Linked DNA regions of Zea mays: regions 2, 3 and 4 are each linked to region 1. Evidence: chromatin contacts called from public Hi-C data. All regions are on one chromosome and are shown on one strand. Each heading gives the region's core, a stretch centred on a gene start, on an enhancer-like site or on the middle of the called end of the contact. The rest is flanking DNA. Distances are from core to core; before and after follow the strand shown.

What was found. A called contact is a pair of places that touch in the nucleus more often than the background predicts.
Region 2: a contact with region 1 is called in a Hi-C map of tassel, with 2.0 times the contacts expected there. The contact joins the promoter of LOC100275355 here to the promoter of LOC109944053 in region 1. A contact is called at or near these places in 2 of 25 Hi-C or Micro-C datasets (ear and tassel).
Region 3: a Hi-C map of tassel shows a contact between it and region 1, with 2.3 times the contacts expected there. The contact joins the promoter of LOC103643033 here to the promoter of LOC109944053 in region 1. A contact is called at or near these places in 4 of 25 Hi-C or Micro-C datasets (bundle sheath, ear, endosperm and 1 more).
Region 4: a contact with region 1 is called in a Hi-C map of leaf, with 4 times the contacts expected there. The contact joins the promoter of LOC100273525 here to the promoter of LOC109944053 in region 1. A contact is called at or near these places in 3 of 25 Hi-C or Micro-C datasets (ear, leaf and tassel).

Annotation. Positions count from the first base shown.
Region 1 is chr2:189,526,557-189,530,033 of Zm-B73-REFERENCE-NAM-5.0, reverse strand. LOC109944053 (probable GTP diphosphokinase RSH3, chloroplastic) reads left to right here and starts at 1,850. Exons shown (of 6, transcript XM_023301674.2): 1 at 1,850-3,074; 2 at 3,172-3,357. The coding sequence starts at 2,388.
Region 2 is chr2:189,875,998-189,879,474 of Zm-B73-REFERENCE-NAM-5.0, reverse strand. LOC100275355 reads right to left here and starts at 1,795. Exons shown (of 5, transcript NM_001360666.1): 1 at 1,395-1,795; 2 at 665-1,113. The coding sequence starts at 1,556.
Region 3 is chr2:189,208,312-189,211,788 of Zm-B73-REFERENCE-NAM-5.0, reverse strand. LOC103643033 (copper transporter 5.1) reads right to left here and starts at 1,706. Exons shown (of 1, transcript XM_020548505.1): 1 at 393-1,706. The coding sequence starts at 1,430. The coding sequence ends at 978. LOC103647463 (a long non-coding RNA gene) reads left to right here and starts at 2,499. Exons shown (of 2, transcript XR_562860.4): 1 at 2,499-2,878.
Region 4 is chr2:189,822,183-189,825,659 of Zm-B73-REFERENCE-NAM-5.0, reverse strand. LOC100273525 reads left to right here and starts at 1,583. Exons shown (of 6, transcript NM_001147943.1): 1 at 1,583-2,188. The coding sequence starts at 1,737.

The DNA.
Region 1 (3,477 bases), core at 601-3,100:
TTGCTCACGAACGTACAAAGTGCACGTGTGAGCAATGGGCATAATTAAGGACATGTTTGGTTTCAATTAGTCTTACGACTAAACTTTAGTCATAGAATTAAACTTTAGTCCCTACTTGTTTGGTTATAGGGACTAAATAGATTCTAAAGTCATTAAATACATTGTCCACAAGACCCAAATGCCCTTGAAATACACTCATGTGGGCTTTTAGTCTCTTTTAGCACCTATGTGAAGGACTAAAGACTAAATCATTTTAGTCCATATTTTAGTCCTAGTGTTTGGCAAAAAAGGGACTAAATGAGACTAAAAATTAGAGACTAATCTTTAGTCCCTCTAACCAAACACCCCCTAAGATAATACGTTGCCTCGAAAATTTTGCCGGCCGAATCTCCAGGGCTTTTTATAGGAGCTTGTCGGGAGTGTGCAGGAAGAAGAACTGATTAGAAAAATGGCCGCCACGCCACTCCACTCCACGCCACTCCACTCCACAATATCTAGAGCTAGTCGGGCAGCTGTAGCACCTTCTAGAAAGTTTTTTAATTATTATTGTAGGAGCATTTTGCTTTTGTATTGCTTTTATCGGTATGATAATGGCGTATTGACATCATATCGAGGGTGATTAGCTGTGGCCAGAGGGACGTGAATGAATAAGGTTTTGCATACGGCAAATTTTATTTAGAAAGGACATGTCTCGGTTTGTCCAATGACTTTAGGCGTAAAGTAGTCACAGTAATCTGTAAAAGTAGTCGCAGTAAGACCACCATAGATGTCATTACCCAAATCTGTAAAAAATTGTTTAGCCGATTGGGCGTCTAGCTGACAATGCTAATAGAAGTTTCACCATTGATTGGGCCACAGCGACGGACGCTAAACGGTATAGATGATTAAATGGATCGTGCTAAACGGATCGGTACATTTTTTTGAAACATCCAACAATTTACATATTTACAATATCTATTGGCTATTGGATACACACAAACAAGAGCCCAACTGTAGCCGATCGTAGCCAGTGGACGTTCGCCTCTAGTACGAGGCCGCGTGAGTTTGATTCCCCCTCTCCAATGTATATTTTAGCTGTTTTTTTATCTAACAGAAACATGTGAGTCTGATGTATCATGTTGGATCGGACCACCTGTTGGAGCGTCTATACTGAGTGAGAATGCAAAAGGATGGCACAAAACCACATCGGCGGGTACATGGCCGGGAGTGAGGAAGGAGCCGCCAGAGCCATTTTTTGGCACTAGCTTCTTCCAAGTGGTTTCGACTTCTAAGTACTCTTCGTTGGGAGTTGTTTTTTGGCACCATATAGAAGGCTCTTGCACGAAGTCAAAACCGGTTTGGGAGCCCTCCTAAACAAACTTTGAGAGTAATTTCATATATGCTCCAAGCATTCACTCGTGAGGCTAGTTTTAAAACTTGTTTGGATCTCATGCGCTAAACTTTAGCTCTGCTAAAATTTAACACATGCATATGGATAGTGTCAAAATTTATCACGTGATATCCCTAATTAATATAGGATGGGAGAAAGAGAGAGTGTGGGGTGAGGATGGTAGGAGATGTTTTTTCTTACCTTGGCTCGCTTTAACACATCTTGATGGAGCTAAACCATTAATAACTACCACTTCACTTTTAGCACTCTCGTTTGGATCTTTTCGGTGCTAAAGTTTATAATCTTCTATAGAATAAAACGCGTCATCAGCCGTTACGATATCCCGTCTGTTATTGCTAATACAATAGATAAAAACAGTAGAACATATATATACACATATAAGATAGAAGTCTAAGATTATGATATATAGAGCTTTCACGGGCTTAGAATTTAATAAGAGTATAAATGATTAAGATTAGGATTCTTCGTTTCCATACAACACTCTCACCACCAATACTTGAATCTTTCGCTAAAGCTGACAGGACCAGCAAAAACAAAACTAGTTAACGGCCAAAACTCCGGCAACACGATAGAAGATTCCGGGCGGTTTCGAGATATTGGATGCCAGCCGCTTTCCCATAATTAGCGCGGAGGGTCCCAAATTCGTTCTCTTCACGCACACGCAGTAGCAGACTGGACGCAACCTAATTTAATTCGCGAGGGAAAACAGGTTTCCCCATTTCCCAGCTTTCTCCTCGCCCTCCCCACCAAATTCCTCCTGCTTGATCGCACCGAGCTCACTTTCGGCATTGAATTCGTGTAATCTGCAGATTTGATTTCAGCTGTTTCCACCGCCTAATTACTACACATTTTTTTGTCCGATTAATTCGTCGACTCCACCTACTGAGATCAAATCTGGGCATCAGATTCTGTGCTGCCTTCGACGTCAATCCCGTCTGGTTTCGCCGCGGAATTCAGTTTCAGTTCGAGCGCGTCAGAGGCATCCCCGATTCCGGCGATGTCGTTGCCCGCAATTTCCCTGTACACCAGTCCGCCGGGCGCGGTCTACTCTTCGGAGTTCGACCCGACCTCCCGCGGCTCGTCGCCGTGCACCACCGCTGCGCTCCTGCCGCCCGCTGCCTCGCACCGCTTGCCCTCCGGCGGCGGCGGCGGCGGCCTGTCTTGCCTCTTCTCCTCGCCGGCAGCTGCGGCCGCACCACCCCGCAACCCGGCTCATGACGACCTCGGCGCGCTGTGGCACGATAGATCCGACGACCTGAGCGCCGCCGCCGGCGGGGGCGGGTACCCCTACTCGCACTCGCACTCGTCTTCACCGCTCAAGTGGCGGGACCCGCACCACCACCACAGCCCCGTGTCGGTGTTCCAGGGGCTGTCCTCCTCTTCACCATCCCGGAGCCCGCCGGCTTCTTGGCTCGCCGCCCGAGACCGCGAACGCCTCTTCGCTGGTTTCGTGCGCAACGCGCTCGGCTCCTGCGTTGACTACGCGCCGCCCACCAGCCCTCGCCCGGAGGTCGGTGCGGGCGAGCTCGCGTTCGAGCTCGACGAGAACCTCTTGGAGGCTGGCCCTGCCTGCGAGCCATATGCTCGAGAGCTGCTCACCAGTGCCCAGGATTGCCACCGCATCTTCCACGAGGAGCTGGTCGTGAGGGCCTTCTTGGAGGCCGAGAAGGCTCACCGTGGCCAGGTAAATAAAAAATTCCAACCTCTAGCTGAATCGCTCGTTCCTGAATAGTCTGTGCATTAGTTACTGAATCTTGTTTCTGCTTTTGTTCTGTGATTAGATGCGGGCGAGTGGTGATCCATACCTGCAACATTGTGTGGAGACAGCTGTGCTACTCGCCAAGATTGGCGCAAATGCAACAGTTGTCTCGGCTGGGCTTCTGCACGACTCCATTGATGATTCATTCATTGACTATGATCACATATTCCATATTTTTGGTGCTGGGGTTGCCGATCTCGTGGAAGGGGTATGCGTTCCTTTTTCCTTAGATCTTGAGTGTTTTTAGTGGGATTGGAAAATACTGTTATTTCCTCTGTGTATTATCTAGTTGTTGGCTGAATCAACTGCCGTTATTTGAGGAGATTGG
Region 2 (3,477 bases), core at 546-3,045, 350 kb before region 1:
AATAGTAAAGCTCTGTTATATACGGGATTTACTATGTGGAGAATGGAAGGAATGCAAAACCAGTGTAAGAAGGGACGCCACACACAGATTAGCATGAGAGATGGGTGATTATGGGTTAAACTAATGAGGTTGCATACGAGTGAGAAGTGTAGTACACATGCCTTGTACTTAATTTAATAAACTGGAGTCTATGTGAACTTAGCAATAGAATGCTAAAACGGAACATGTGAATTTAGCCGTTTTGATCGAAAACTAAAGCATGAGCCATCAGAAGTGGAGAGTAGCCAGGTTAGCCCCAGATTTTAACAATCATATTGTGCAGTTCTCAAGGAACTGTAGAGATTCTACCATGTCTAGGAAGTAAGGTAAAGAAATTACAGTTCCAAGTATGATTCACATGGAGTCATTTAACAATTTAACACAGGTCAGCTGCTCAGTCTGCAGCTTTAGCAACAGCTAAGTTCAGAAGAAGCTAGCAAAAGTCACAATTTGTATCATCTATCTGGACATGCTCTACCAAACACCAGGTATTCACAGCGTCACACAAAAAACTCAACCAAGTTTGCTCAAAAGGATAAAACAAACGGAATCATTTGTGATCAAGTAATCGACTTGTGAAGCAGGACTGAAAATTCATCCCAAGGAAGGAGCGAAAGGAACGCACCTGAATCGAATGCGTTTTAGGTCGTTGCCACCTTCCGCCAGTGAGACGAAAGTGATGAGCACACCGGGCTCCACCTGCGCCACCCACTCCTTGGCGTCGTCGTCCTTGCCACCACATCCGCCAGTGGCTTCTGGCGTCATCTCGTCGTCGTCGTCATCGCCGGCGGGGAAGTCGGTGCCGGTGCGCACGCTGATGGAGGGCGTGGCGTCGCCACTCGACAGGGCGGCGCCTCCGCTGCGCAATCGCGGAGTCGAGGCCGCCGAGCTCCCCGCGCGGCGGTACGCGTAGTGGAAGCGGTCGGAGGCCCCCGAGTCGGCGTCGGAGCCCCCGAAGGCGCTGCCGCCGCGGTGGTGGTACGGGTGGTGCCGCCGCGAGGCCGCCGCCGAGGAGCCCGCGCAGGGCTTGCATTGCCGGTACGCGCCCGACGCCTTGAGCGCCATGTCCTTGATCTGAAGCCCCCAGAAAAAAAAAGGTCCCGTCAGTTGGCACGCCCGAACCAAATCCCGTCCGATCTGATTCTACGGCCTCGGACGAGGCAGGAAATTTGGCACAGGTTGACAAATCGCAAGAGCCTGAATCCCGACATGTCTGGGCTGGATTCCAAGCTCTAAGTATGAACAGGGTAGATTGCAAGGGGGTGGAGGTGGGGTGGTGAATCTGGTAAAATTCAGACCAGAATCCACTCCCTGATAAAAAACCAAAAGAATGTCCCGAGAAGGCGAGAACCCACCTGGGCGGTGAGCGCCTTGATGGCGTGCCGTGTGCTCGGCGTCGCCGCGCCGGCGCTGGTGCCGGCGCCTCCACCAACGACATCGTCGTCCTCCGGCGGCTCGTGCAGTGGCGGGCCGCCGCCGGAGAACTGCTGCTTGGAGCACGCGATGCACGTGAGCATCCTACGCTACGCGGCCGCCAAGGTCTGGTGACGGACACGGACGCGCGGTGACAGAGAGTGAGGCGCAGAGCATGCAGAACCCGAGGCGAGGGCGGGCGGCGGCGGTGCGCTTTTATAAACGGCGTCGGCGCGTGTCACGGTGGCCACGCCTGGCCTGGCGCGAACACGGGGCCTCAGCCCAGCCGCCGCCTCTCTGATCTCGTGGAGCTCGGGCTAGTAGCGGCATTAATGGCGGGCTAGGATCTGGCCTTGATGGCAGGGGGCGCGACGCGAGGGGCGAGTGGGCGTTTGTTTATCTGCGGCTGCGCCTTAAATGATCGACGCAAAGTTTCACTGACGCCTTAAATTTTAATCCGTGTGGGCTGCGTCTGTCAGTCGGGATCGCGATGCCTTTTTCACTCGTGCAGCGTGCAGGTGCTCCTGCCAAGCCGTGGGGGTAGGTAGGTAGGGTTCCTGGAAAAGTGAAGAGAAGGCCAAGGCCTGCAGCGGAAGAAAGTTCAAATCTGCCGTGACTCGACTGCTCGAGTGACTGCCGTCGTTCCGTCAAGAACCGACCGTTTGAGAGCTGACTGTGATTGAGGTAGCAGTCGCCGTCGTAGGAGAGACGGACGACGGGTCGAAGGCCGTTTTGCTCTTTTTTTTTTGTGTGTGTGTGTGTCTGGTTTGTACAGTACATTGTACTCTGCCCTCGCCTCTGCAGCTCTGCTCATCCGCTATGGGCAATGGCCGCCGGCCGCCGCACCAAAGGCCAAAACCGAATGAGTGATGTGACACCGCTTCGCGCGCCAACTCGTCATCCATCCAACGGCGGGGCACCCCACCTGGCCATCAATCATGCCCGCTCCGCCTCCGCTCATCAATCAAAGCGTCCGCCCATCATCCGCGTAGCGTAGGCGCGTCGTCGGAAGCCAAGCCAGCCGGCTCCCGCGCCGCGGCTGCGCTGCGGTTGCGCATACTCCTCCGTAGGCCGGGAAAGCACGGCGCGGAAGGAAATGTCTCCGTACACACCTCACGCATGAGTGGAGTGGTCGAGGGGGGCGGGCACATGCGCGCGGTGGGCGGGTGGTCAGTGGTGGTGGCGGGGCGGCGGCATCGAGCCGGAGCCGGCGGGGTAGTGGGGCTCGTGCTGTCTCCCAACCAACTAGTAGTAGCCGCAACTGCTCCGCTAATCCTTTTCGTCTTTAGTTAAGGCTGCTTTGTCTGCATCTCGGCTTGCAGCATGATTACTTTGATCAGGGAGGGGGGCGTTGGCTGCCGCCGGCCTGATGAGGAGGCCCGAGGGGTGGGGAAGGCTCCGTCCTCCGTTTCGTTGAGCCCGGAGACCGCTGGAGGTCGTCTGGTAGACGATGAAGACAGCCATTTCAGAGGCACGAGCCGGTCGAGGTCCCGGCCCATCATCCTGGCCCTTTTGCGGCGCCCTGTCGCCTTTGAATGTTTTTTTTTCTTTACTTAATGGGCTTTACTGCTGAGATAACCATGGTCTGGACTGGACCGGACCGGACAGCGGACATGGGTATGCCTTGTCATCTGATGGACTGATCCAGTGATATAATCAATGGAGTATTTGTCCCGCCTTGTGCCTACGTACACAAGAGTGTCTTCCAGTTCCAGACTTGCAGTCGTGTATGGGCACGGCAAGATACGGGGATGCCATCAAAGGGACAAGGGTGTTGAGAACTACGTTACCACGGATCATCAGATCCGCTCCCTTCCCTCCCGTCAGCAGTAGAGGCGCAAGAAGATGTAGAGAACCCGTCTCCCTTCCCATAAACACGACAGAGGAAACACACGAGACACTGGATATAGGGTTGGGCCTCTGGCCTCTTTCTGATCTCTGTTCCATATGAGGGGTACATGTTCTATATATAGAAACGTGATTGCCCTCAGGGGCATATTCGGTATTTGCCCACATAACCCTTCA
Region 3 (3,477 bases), core at 457-2,956, 320 kb after region 1:
ATATCCGAATTTATTCTTAAGTCACGGACGAGGGCGTCGTATGCCGAATTGCCGATGCGGCAGCAATGGCATGTCTTTGTCATTGTCAAATGGGCTGCTTTGCCATTGTCAAATGGGCTGCTTTGCCATTGTCAATAGTCGACCGCCCACTGCTAAAGTGCTAAGCATCAATGAACGCATACATTTCACAATCCTGGCAGGCTAGACTACATTATTAGCTCAGCATAAAGATAACAAAGCATCAACGAACGAATGTGATGATATAACCTGAAATTTTTACTGGCAATTCTAAACAAGTCTGTTTTTTTACAGTCGACGGGGGGACGAATAGTCCCCACCTGATTAAATTTTTCATATATATACACACAATAGGAGTGCTTTTACAACAAACATAACAATGGTTTCCCCATCCATTACCTTTTGCTGTACTTTACAAACAGGCTTACAGGCGTAGGGACAGGTAGCTACGGGGTACAATTCATAAACAGGCAATAGAGGACAAGCCTTCCCTTTCTAGTGATCATATGTAAGGATCTGTCCAATAGATTGTGTATATGACCGCGTAAAACATTGTTTTGCATCGTAGTACTGTTTATAGAGTGAAAGTGAGATAGAGCTGATCGAGATAGCCTAAGCTAGCTATCTTCATATTCTTCCAAATTGAATAGATATATATACTCCATGCAGTTGGCCTTTCCGTTTCTTGGATTAGTAACATCGCAAACAAAATAGATATGTTCATTCTAGAGCTTGTCAAATTTGATCTCAAAAACAGTTAAACCATCTCCTCAGAGGCTCAGATACATTAATCTGATTCTTTACCCTACAATGCACCCCAAACACACCTGAACACTGCAAGTCCTCCAAACGCACAATTGGATCTGTACATGATTTTTTATTATGATACCTGTGTTATACTACAACATCAACAAGCAAGGCAAACCTGGGGACAAGGCAATCCGGCGAGCCCGACACCCTTACGCGCAGGCGCAGGGGTTGTCGACGACGACGAGATCCTCGCCGTCGCTGCTGCGGAACGCGAGGTACCCGAGCGCGAGGCCCACGACGACGGCGATGAACACGCCGCCGTTGAACGACATGATGGAGAGCATGAGGAGGTAGCCGAGGCCGGAGTTGACCCCGAACATCGCGGCCACGGCCACACGCGGCGGCCAGCGCCCGGCGAAGGCGGGCGCGAGGAGCGGCGTCCGCGGGTCGGAGCTGGCGGGTGGAGGGATGGAGGAGGCTGGCTTGGCGGATCCTTCCGCGATGAGCTTCACGCGGACCCGCAAGGCCTCGAGGTACTGGTAAAAGGCGGCGGCGAGGAGCAGGGCCACCAGGGAGAGAAGGTAGCCGAGCCACGTGGAGGTGCGCCAGCCGTCGAATAGGATCGTGGCGGACTTGCCCCAGTAGAAGGTCATGTGCATCATGTTGGCCGGCGGCGAGGGCGGAGAAGGAAAAGATTGGGACCTGGGATCGGCGAGGGGAAAGAAGGAGGAGGATTGCCGGCGAGGAAAGAAACCGGTGAGATTTTAATAGAGGGATGCGGCGGGTGCGGCATGAGGCACGCCGTTTGGATCAATTTACATCCGAGCCACTGGAATCGGGTCGGTTTCCCGGCAAGTAGGCGGCGGTGGTAGAGGAGGGGTAGTACGCAGTGGGTAGGTGCCGTGTCCGGTAACAAGGCCAGCCATGACAAATGGGCATGTATGTTTAGACTTTTTTTTCTGACTAGTTTTATAAGAATCTAGCTGGAAAGAATCGATGTGTAGATAATCTGGGCGTTTGGAAATATTGATTCTACGTGGGCTGATTCTAAGCTCCCATTACAAAATGTCCAAAATACTCTTATGTGTCAATTATCACGCTAATGTGATCCGTTCGTGTACGTAACATTTTTACTTGCCTATTTATTCATAACCGCCATAAAAAAAACTAAATTATTCCGTAATTCCTAAAATAACGGTGCATGCAACAAATACCCTACACTACGCGCTACATGTGGTTTACTCCAAAATAACATCATTATAGTATAATGGACGAATGTAATGATGGTAGAAACAAAAGGTACGGAAGGCCATTGGCCAAGCATCGAGAATCCGACCGACTTCTTCCAGACGCGGCAGGATGGTCGCTTTTCTCAGCCTGTGTAACAGCAGATTCAGCGCCAAGCGCTTGCCGGAAAATCAGACCAAATAGCTACGTGTTTGGCACCTAAAATCAGCTTTTGACGGACAGAAGCTGAAACAAACAAGGAATATTCCATTCGGCGATCGTGAAAAGAATGTGATTTTAGTTCTAATCTTTTATTTCGACTATCTAAAACGATGGTAAAATTATAAAAAATGTATTTTTCTTACATCATATAGGAGTGTTATCAAAATATATTGCATGATATTCCTAAATATATTTATTAATATTATATAGATTGACCAAAATGAAGATGCTTTTATTTGGCGCTATACTATAGAGCTGTACTTTATCACAACAGAGCGAGTACCATGTTGTTTGGTGCTGGTGGTGGGTGGGGGGAAGGGGCTCCCTTAGGCCATGTTTGGTTATGGAGTTACCGGCCGGGATGGAGCCCAGAACCCCATGGATCGCTCCCGCCTGGAAATTATCCCTGTCCATCAGAAATGCGCGTTCGGTTAAGCCCGACATGGGCTACTTCCCGGCCTTTCCTCGTCACCCAGGCCTTGGAACTAGGCCCGGTCGCTGCGGGGTGGGAAATATCCCGGAGGCACGCAGGCAATAGGCCGCTCATGGATTAGGGCAACAGCCACAAAGGGCACGCCGCATACGCGTGACAACTGTGGCACGGAGACCGGATTCCTCACGCCTGCTGGCGTCGATCTCCTCCGGAGGCTGCTTCTCACCGGTATTCTTCTTGCTCCCTGTCTCAACTAGGGCGTTTAGGGTTCTTGCGTCTCTTCTTAGATCCAACTGCTCAGGCGACGGTGAGTTCTTAGATCAATCCCAGCGAGATTCGGTGCCAGCTCCCGAATCCATCGGTCTAGCTATCTGAGTTGATCGGCACCGTGCGAGCCGGCGGAAACAGAAGCTGCTGCCGCCTTCTTGACAGAACGCGCGTCAGGTTGGCCCGCGGACAATGGCATGGAGACAGTGCGCAGAGCAGTGACCTGCTATGCTGCCTGCCTACCGCGGCGAAGATCGGGCGGGCGTGCAGGGCAGGGAACACGACACGTACGACTAACGTGCGGATAGATCTATCCATCGGCTCATGGTTCCTTCTTCAGTCAATCAGTACCATGATGATGGCCAACCGGCATCGGCCGGACCGAGCAGATGCGACGGCTTGCTCATCTACTACAACCCAAGTTCTGGTAGTTAGTCAGATCGTCATCTCATCGGAGATCAGACGACACAGCAACAGCCTTCAGTAGATCTGCTTCAGTAGATCGCCGGCTACTACAGGTTGCTTCAGTAGATTCCCGGGTTTCTGGCTGGCTGCTGCCT
Region 4 (3,477 bases), core at 334-2,833, 300 kb before region 1:
GTTTTGTACTGTAAATTGTACTGTTCGCATAGTAGAGTTTGAATATAGGGATGATGATGAGTAAGCTGCTGGAGATAGCCTTATATACCAATAGGTCATGTCTCGTATACGAGACCAGTGCAGTCCAAAGTCTAAAATGCTTCTTCTCCATTGCAACTTTAATCACAAGTTGTAGGGCCTACTGGGATTACACTACAATGTATACCCGCATAAAAGAAGCGCAATCTAATCCAAGTAAATCAAGGCAAAGACATATATATAAAGTTAAAATGCCATAAGATACCGAAGTTTGGAGTCCCTCCAGTCCTATTATGATGGATGAGAAAAGAACAATTTCATCGATGAGAAATGAACGTTTCAGTTTCAGCATTACACTGATTGTGATCGAATCACAATTGTATTGGTGGTAACTGAAATGGTCTCCTATCACCACCCTTTGAGTGCCAGTCTGGCCCCATGGACTGTCATGAGTCGAGCCAGCCAACTCGCAGCTCCTACCTCGCCTCACCGTATTCCATGTACGGAAACACGAAGCCTTCCTACACCTCTAGAGTTACGCGTATTCCATTTACGGAAACACGAAGCCTTCCTACACCTAGAGTTAGGAAATGAGTCGTCTCAACTCGTACCATTTCCATATTTTGACCCATCTATTCAGGGGTGAAGCCAGAATTCAAAATTAGGAGGACCAAATTAGATTAGGGGGCTATTAGAAGCATTTTTACACTATTTACATAAAAATTAGCTAAAAACCTAAGATATCCTGTAGAATTAGGGGAGCATTAGGGGAGACATTGCCCCTCTGCCGTCGCCCCTGCATATATTTTCGTATTTAGAAAAAAAATCAAAAATAAGATGAACATGGAAGATGATCTATCTCATCCATTTTTGTACAATCCCTTTTTATTCGGCTTGAGCCCGTATTTATTCTATATATAAAAAATCCAGAATCGGCCCAGTATGTACTAGTGCAATAGCTAAAGTCTCATATACTTACGTCACAAATTATAATATGAGATATTATTCTAGCCATTGGTTCTCCTCGATGACAAAGTGCCTAAAAACTCAAACAACATCAGTCATAGTTATATATACATCACTAACAAGTAAACAACGATAAAAATATTACCTCTTTGTATCTATTTATTTCACGTTATTATCTTGTTAGTCAGTCACCGTTTAGCCATCAATAAAATGCATATTTACATTAAAGTATAAGTTTTCGCTTAATAGTTCAGTTCCCGTTCATTTTCTATACCGTTTATTCCTTTTAGTTTTCGCTTTTGACTATTCTAAATCCGATCCTTTTTAGTCATAAAATATGGAAATAAAAACTGGAGAGAGGTTTTAACAGCCGTTTTCGTCGCTAGCACCTAGCCTTGTGGCGTTGTTGATCCCTACATCAGAGATCAGACGCACATACCTGGGCACCTGGCTTCGCGATCCAGTCGATTGGTATTACCCGCCTACGTGCACCGGGCACAAGGGAGCGGTCGCTGTGGACCTGGGACGCCGCGGTGCCCCGTGCCCCCAGACCCTTCTCTCCCTCTCGCACGACCTCAGAGGCTCAGACAAGCGCGAACCCCGCGAAGCTGCCAAGCCGCGACTGCCCCTCGACCTGCCCGCTTCCTCCGACGCCTAGGGTTTTCTACCGGGCGCCGCCGCCGCAGCCGCGGCCGGGGATGCAGGTGGCCCTGCGCAGTTAGCCGCTTTTGGATCCACCGCCGCCGCGCGCCATGTCGCTCCTGCGGCGGCGGAAGCAGCAGCAGCTACCGCCCTCGGAGGGCGACGGGTCCGACCACGACGACAACGACAAGGGGAAGAAGCCGTCCTCGTCCTCCGCGCCGCCGTCCAAGGAGCCCACGAGGCGGACCAAGGCCAAGTGGTCGTGCGTGGACAGCTGCTGCTGGCTGGTCGGGTGCGTGTGCTCCGCCTGGTGGTTGCTGCTCTTTCTCTACAACGCGATGCCAGCTTCGTTCCCGCAGTATGTCACCGAGGCCATCACGGGGCCGCTCCCGGACCCGCCCGGGGTCAAGCTGCAGAAGGAGGGGCTGCGAGCTAAGCACCCCGTCGTCTTTGTCCCCGGCATCGTCACCGGGGGCCTCGAGCTATGGGAGGGACACCAATGCGCTGAGGGTCTCTTCCGCAAGCGGCTATGGGGCGGCACATTTGGTGACGTATACAAGAGGTGCTTTATCCTCCTACTATTTTGTTGTTGTTTTTTTGTTTCCGGAATCACAGTCGTCCTCGTGAATTTAACAGTAACTAGAACTGCAGTGTGATTGGTTTTGAAAGGTTATTTGTTTCTTTGGTTGGTTGGACCTATCAATTGGATGTTTGTTGCCTACATCACATGTTCTTTAAGTTTACTTTATTTGGTCATTGATATTGTCTTTATAAAGTGCAGATTCAGTGTTTTGCTAATGTTACTGGGAATAGTTATGTGTTATTACCTTGTATTGTTTCGCAAATGTTACTGATTGCTAATCAACCTCGTCTTTTATATAGTTTTATTTAAGCATTAAGAATTTAATTCCTATGAGACTTTATAGCTGTCTTTTCAGGAAATTCTTCTTTTCAGAGACTCGGAGCTATCTCAGTGACAGGGTACTCACTGAGATCTCGGCAATGATAATTCCTCTATGATTTATCTTTTTTGTTTTATGCAAGGGTCCAAAAGTTCATTGTACTTTGATTTGGCCTTGTGCTTGGTGAGTAGGTTGGCAGCCTGTTTGGTCCCAATCTCTGTTTTAGTTATGTAGCTTCTCAAGATCTGAAATATAGCAGCAAAAACGGCTTACTGTTGTCTTGACGCAGTGTTTTTTTAGAAAGCGCTGAAAATTTTCTTAGTACCACTAGTGGAAGTGTGGAACTTGAAGTGTGCAATATATGCACTTTGGACCTGCATGGTGCTGGTGTCTTGTGAAACTATAAAGCACCAACACTTCTCTTGTACTATTTCCTTGCCCTTTACTATTCTTTCTCATCCTACTTGGTTTAGGTGGACACATGGGAACTGTTTTTATGTCGTGAAGAATAGTTATTTTTCTAAATCATGTAGTTTCTAAACTTTCAGAAGAAAACTGCATTTTGCATGAAAAGCTGGAGCTTTTTTTCTGGTACTAGGCATGCATAGCAAGGTTTCAGAAACAATTTGGTCCCCTCTAGCAGTTCTACCATTCAGGTCTTGCTTTTATAGAAAGATCCATGTTGCCTGCAATGTACTTTCTGGAAAGTGTACCGACCAGAATTTTGATCTTATTAGTCTTGTGCTGTTGAGCTATCCATGTATACTACAGGGAAAAGAAATGCCTTAGGGCTAGTTTGGCAACCTCATTTTTCTATGGGATTTTCAGTTTCCCAAGGGAAAATGAACTAATTTCCCATGGGAAAATGAAAAACCCTTGGGAAATTGTGGTTCCCAAACCAGCCCTTACAGTTTATTTTAAACAGTTACTTATTTGCACTAACATTTTG